2 separate regions of the Rattus norvegicus genome follow, and region 1 is linked to region 2. A link is a contact called in public Hi-C data. All regions are on one chromosome and are shown on one strand. Each heading gives the region's core, a stretch centred on a gene start, on an enhancer-like site or on the middle of the called end of the contact. The rest is flanking DNA. Distances are from core to core; before and after follow the strand shown. Region 1 holds the start of S100pbp (S100P binding protein). Region 2 holds the start of Azin2 (antizyme inhibitor 2).

Evidence for each region. A called contact is a pair of places that touch in the nucleus more often than the background predicts.
Region 1: a contact with region 2 is called in a Hi-C map of Schwann cells, with 4 times the contacts expected there. The contact joins the promoter of S100pbp here to the promoter of Azin2 in region 2. A contact is called at or near these places in 4 of 12 Hi-C or Micro-C datasets (the A7r5 cell line, Schwann cells, frontal cortex and 1 more).

Annotation. Positions count from the first base shown.
Region 1 is chr5:146,818,402-146,821,101 of GRCr8, forward strand. S100pbp (S100P binding protein) reads right to left here and starts at 1,421. Exons shown (of 7, transcript NM_001134628.1): 1 at 1,302-1,421. Yars1 (tyrosyl-tRNA synthetase 1) reads left to right here and starts at 1,762. Exons shown (of 13, transcript NM_001025696.1): 1 at 1,762-1,966. The coding sequence starts at 1,802.
Region 2 is chr5:146,593,411-146,596,110 of GRCr8, forward strand. Azin2 (antizyme inhibitor 2) reads right to left here and starts at 1,367. Exons shown (of 11, transcript NM_001014261.3): 1 at 1,242-1,367; 2 at 1,024-1,144; 3 at 302-498. The coding sequence starts at 406.

The sequences.
Region 1 (2,700 bases), core at 171-2,670, 230 kb after region 2:
CTATTCTGTCCTTCCACTTCCCTCACCTGTCCACCCCCTTCTTCACACTTTAGTGTACCACCCCCTCACTGTTCTCTAACCTCCTGGTTGCAACCTCAGAAACTGGTTCCCCATCTATTTTTATCTTACCTCAAAAAACCTATTCCCTTAGTGCACAAAGGCTCATTCTATTCAGGACAGTAAAACACCAATGCCAAATGTATACTACACATCCTCGTTCAAGGCTCATAAAACCAAAACCACTACTACCAAACTGGGTCTGATATACAGGGCCAAAAGCAAGGATCTTTTTTTTTTTTTTTTTTTTTTTTTGCAAAGGAGGGGACTTCTCCTTGGCCTTTGATTTCCAACTCTCCTAAACACAATACATGTGAAGCAAACAACACACACACAAACGGAGGCTGTTATCATCAAAATGAGCCCCTTCCAAAAAAAATGTTTTTAAACAACGCGAACTGACATTATCAGAAAGAATTTTGCAACTCCCTCTGTGCTAACAGCAAACACTGTAAAATGGAAAGACAACCCCGTCTGGAAATCTCTGCTTTAGGTAACAATTCCTCCAGACCAGGGAGCCAAAAATCCCACACAGGCCCAGGCAGCAGATTTTTCTAAACTGAAGCAACAGGTTTCTTTTCTAAGAATAGTCTATTAAAGCCTGGGGCTCCTAACAACCACGGGGAGAAAAAAATGAAAAATGAAGGCAGCGGGTGAACTACGTCCTCATTTGGTGGCCCTCTTCAGGGCTTATGCTGAGATGTCTGTAGAATTCCCTGCGGCCCTGGATGGCCCAGGGATGCCTTTCAAGGATGCCGCGGGCCTCCCCCTCAGGAACGCTGCCCGCCGCGCCCAGGGTCTTTGCACTTCCCTCCTCCCACTCGGGAGAGCGAGTTCTCGCCTCCCCGCGGATAGCGGGAGAAGCGCGAGTTTCCTCCGTGCCCCTCCCCCCCAAGGGGCGACACAGGTCCCCGCCGGCTCCACCAGTGCACCCAACCTCAGGGGGACAGCCGCCGACAGCCACACCTCAGCAGGCTGCGGCCCGCTGTCGCCCGGAGTGGGTCGCCCTCTCCCGCCACGACGCACCGCGGGAAGCCCGCCATCCCCGCTCTCCCTAGCGACATCACCCTCCCGTGGCGAGGGCACTGGGAGAGAAAGACCCCCTTCCCCCACTGGCGAGGCCGGCGGACCTCGCACGCAGCCCGAGGACCTGACAGCTCCCTTCTCCTCAGCAGGATGAGGGGCGTCACTCGCCCACGGACGTGGAGGTGGGGGGCAGGGACAACCTCCCCGCCCGCCATCACCTCAGGAGGGAGAATCAGCCCTTCCCTCAGCGAGACGAGCTTCCCTGCTCCTCACGGGGGAAGACGACGTACGCGGCCCTGTGAAGAAGCAACAGGCGCCCCCGACCCCTAGCCTAGACGACGGACGCCGACCCCTCGTCCCTCCCGCTCTTCACCTCCGGAAGCCGGGCCAAAGCCTGGGCGAGCGGCAGCACCTCACTCCGCCCCCTGCGCCATTTTATCGCCCCCTTCACGACCTCCCCCACCCCGAGGCAGCGGGGCCAACACCAGGGGGAGGGCAAGCAAACAGTGATTGGCAGGAAACCGCCCCGCCCCTGAGAGGGTTGTGTCCTGGGCAGCCTTCCTAACCCCGCCTCCCATCCCACCTACACTGTTTTTTCTGGCTCCGCCCCTTCCTGTTTCATCGATTCTTTCGGCTCTCTGCTGCTCCTGACTCGGGGCTACTCGCGGGGATGAGGGAGAGGATCTAGGCCTATCAAGCGGAGCTACGAGCTCAGCTGATGCAACCTGACGGGACTAGCGTGACAGTTCCCGGCACGCGGAGACGGCGGCGAACGAGGAAAGGGCGCGGGTGCCGGCTGAGCGCGGGAAACCGAGAGAGCGGAGCCATGGGGGATGCTCCAAGCCCTGAGGAGAAGCTACACCTTATCACCCGGAACCTGCAGGTCGGGCCTTGGGGTTGGGATGCACCGTTGGGTACTGATTTCCGTGATTCCCGAGACCGATCCTTAAATGTGAGGAGCCGCGGTCTCCGTCCCTGGGCGGCTCTAAGGCCCTCTCTGCTAGTTGATCACTAAGTCAGTCAAGCACCCATTCTCAGGGTGCAAAAGAAACTACAACGGGCTCACTCTGTGTACCCTTATCTTGTACTATAGTCATTCTGGGGCTGGGAACCTCATATTACCCATCCTATTACATTCCGGGAACATTGCTAGACTCTAGGGAATCAGGGCCATGTTCTTTCTCCAAGAAGTCTGATTTACTTGGAGTAGAGGGAGCACAGTGCTACCCAGCCACCATAGTGTTCATTACTTCACCTTCCTGCCTTCTCTGAGCCATCTCTTCAGCCAGCCCGCTCGCTCCCATTACTTTTCAGAACTCAGGTCATAGGAACTTTCTGAGAAAGGCCTTCCTTAAGCATTAAAAAAAAAAAAAAAAAAAAAAAAAACCTCCCTACCAGAGCTGTCTCCATCCCTGTCTGCTGGGCCTCAGATGTACCTCCACAGAACCTATCGCTGTCTCTGATTTGTGCTTTTAGGAGAGGCAGGTAGAAGCCAAGTCATGAGGCCTTGTAAACTTTGTTTTACAAGCCAGATAAAGACTGGACTAGAATTAAGCTAAAGGCGGTTGTCCCACCAAGCTTTTTAATTTACCTATCCTGGGTGTGCTGGTACATGCT
Region 2 (2,700 bases), core at 117-2,616:
GAAGTTCCGAGAGCCTTACAGGTGAGCTTCACAGAGCTGGGTACGCCTGCCTGTAGGAGGGGAGAGAGCAGAAGGCCGGAACTCCTAAGTTCCCACCTCGAGTGCTGCGACTGTGGTGATGCTGTTCTTTTCTCAAGGCAGAGAACACAGGGAGGGCAGGTGTCGGGCAAGGACCAAGAATTGGGGATAAAGGGGGCAGTCTAGAAAATATCAAGTAAATACCAAAACCAAATGAGAGAACGAGGGGTCTCCTACAGAGAGAGGACAGGCAATCAACCCACACCCATTTCCATCCCCTCACCGTGGTGGCCTGGGAGGCCCCCAGAGTGAGTTCCTCCAGCAGATCCCGGGTGCTGAAGCCCTCCTCCACCATCACAAAGTCCGATTCACTGAGGTAGCCAGCCATGCTGAGCAGGGGGAGCCCAGGGGCTGGATGAAACTGCTGCCTTGGAGCACCGCTGGCTGCCTTGGCCACCGCCTTAGAAAGTATGCAACACACTGTGGGGAGAGGGAGATGGAGGAGACCGCTGGGGAGCAGGCTGCACCCTCACCTCCCCGGGCCTAGCTTCCCTACACGGTCATGCTCTGCACCCCACCCCACCCCCAAGCACAAGCCTGAGAAGCTGAGGTTCGCTGGGAACGGTGATGATGTCTCTGCTAGAGCCTCAATTATCCCCATCGGTTAAATTGGATTGCTTTGGAGTTCTTTTCCAGTTCTGAAATTTGGGATTGGAAGGAAAAGAAAGTGTGGTGGACAGATCTGAGAAACCTAGGTGAGGATGTCGCCTTCCTTCTGAAGGAATCCTCCAGTCCGGACCACGACTACCTAAAGGGCCAAAACCCGTGAGCTTATTAAGTTCGAGTCTGCTCTCTGCTTCATGACCTTGGGTCAGTTTCCCCATTTATAAAAGGCTGGTTCTGACACGCTAAGAATGCTCTAAGAGCCACCGGTGGTTCTGTCCACGGGACCGCTCCCTCGAGTGCAGGGCAGGGGTCCCGCACCCCAGCCCCAGGCCTCCTTACCAAGCCCCGTCCTCCTTCGCGGGGGCCAGAGCCAGGCGCGCTGCTAGGGGGGGTCGCCGGTGACCTCGAAACTTGTGCAACACCCCGAGGAGGAGTGGCAGTTGCGGAGCCGAGGCCCCTGCTGAGAGGAGGCAAGGGGGACCAGGGGACAGGTCAGCGCCCAAAGCCTAGTGGGCACCCGCTCCCCAAGGCTCCCCCCAGCCATCTCCTGCACTCGCCTTAAAACGCATTTACACGGCTTCGGCCCATAGGTCTCCCCAGCGAGTGAATCGGATCCTCGGCGCCTCCGCTCGCTCGCTCCCCCCGGCTCCGGCCCCGCGGCCTGCGCCCCGCGCGCCCAGCAGCCACCGACCCCACGCCCCGCCTTGCGCCCGCCGCTCGCTTATATAAGCCCCGCCCTAGCCCCGCCCCGGTGCTCCGGCCCCGCCCCTGTCCGCTCCGTAGCCAGGGCAACCGGGTGCCGCCAGCCCATTGGTCGATTCGGGCATAAAGCATTCAGCGCTGCGAGGCTACTCCGCAAAGCTGCGCAGCTAGACAAGCTGCCTGGCTGGTGTCCGCAGAGGTCCACGCGGGGAAATCCTTCGAATCCTAGGCGACTACGTAGTCGGAGCCGCGGATCTTGAGTCCTGAATCTCAAAAATTGACTCTGGAAAACTTTTCTGTCCCTGCCTGAAGTCGATGGTTCCCTGCTCCTCCCCTGGTGAAGTTCTGGCTTCTTCCTTGGAGCCCAAGCCTCTCGCTGTCCTATTTTGTAATATGACCTTTTACTTTATCGCCTCTCCTAGGCATCTTAAACTCCCAACTCAAATGGCAGCTCATATGTGTTCAGAGAGGGGTTTTGAGGCTTCACAAGCTCGGGGCGATGCCTCCCTTCTTCATTCTCAGAATCCACCAGACTCAGGTGAAATGTGGCTTCGACTCAAAGCATGTCTCCTTTTCTATACACAAATTCCTGCTCATCCATCAGAGTCCAGTGTAATGTCTTCCTCTGTCGAGCCTTCCCTGGCCACGAAACGCAATGGGACTCAGAGTTCTTGTCTCTGTCTGACCCCTTCCTCCATCTTTTGAGCCTTAATATCGGATGCTGAGATTCCTGCCTCTACTTTTCACTTTTTTGCCTGATAAAACATCTCAGATTTGTGCACTCCAAGCACAGACTGAGAGCAGGACTCCTTAGAGCGCTTAGCGTGCACACGGTGATGCTCAGAAGCTAATTCAAGAGTTCTCCCGGTAGAAGTCAGAATGCTGCTTGTCTCTGAGCCTGTGGCTACTGATTGGGAAGGGACATAGTAGAACTTTTTGGGGTGTTTGGTATTGGTTAAAGGTGTGTGTGTGTGTGTGTGTGTGTGTGTGTGTGTGTGTTCCTCGAATTATACACATATGATTAATGTCCTGTTATATGTGTTATGTACACTACATTAAGAATTTACAAGTTTTAAGCCGGATGTGATGGCACATGCCTTTAATCCCAGCAAATCTTAGTTCAAAGCCAGCCTGTTCTACAGGAGATCTACTGCCAGGATTCCACAGAGAAATTCTGTCTCAAAAAAGAAAAAAAAAATTTTACAAATTTTAAGAAAACCCTTGATAGGGTTGTAGAGATGGGTCAGAGGTTAAGAGCACTTGTTGGTCTTGCAAAGGACCAGGTTCAATTCCTACTTCCCACATGTGAACTCC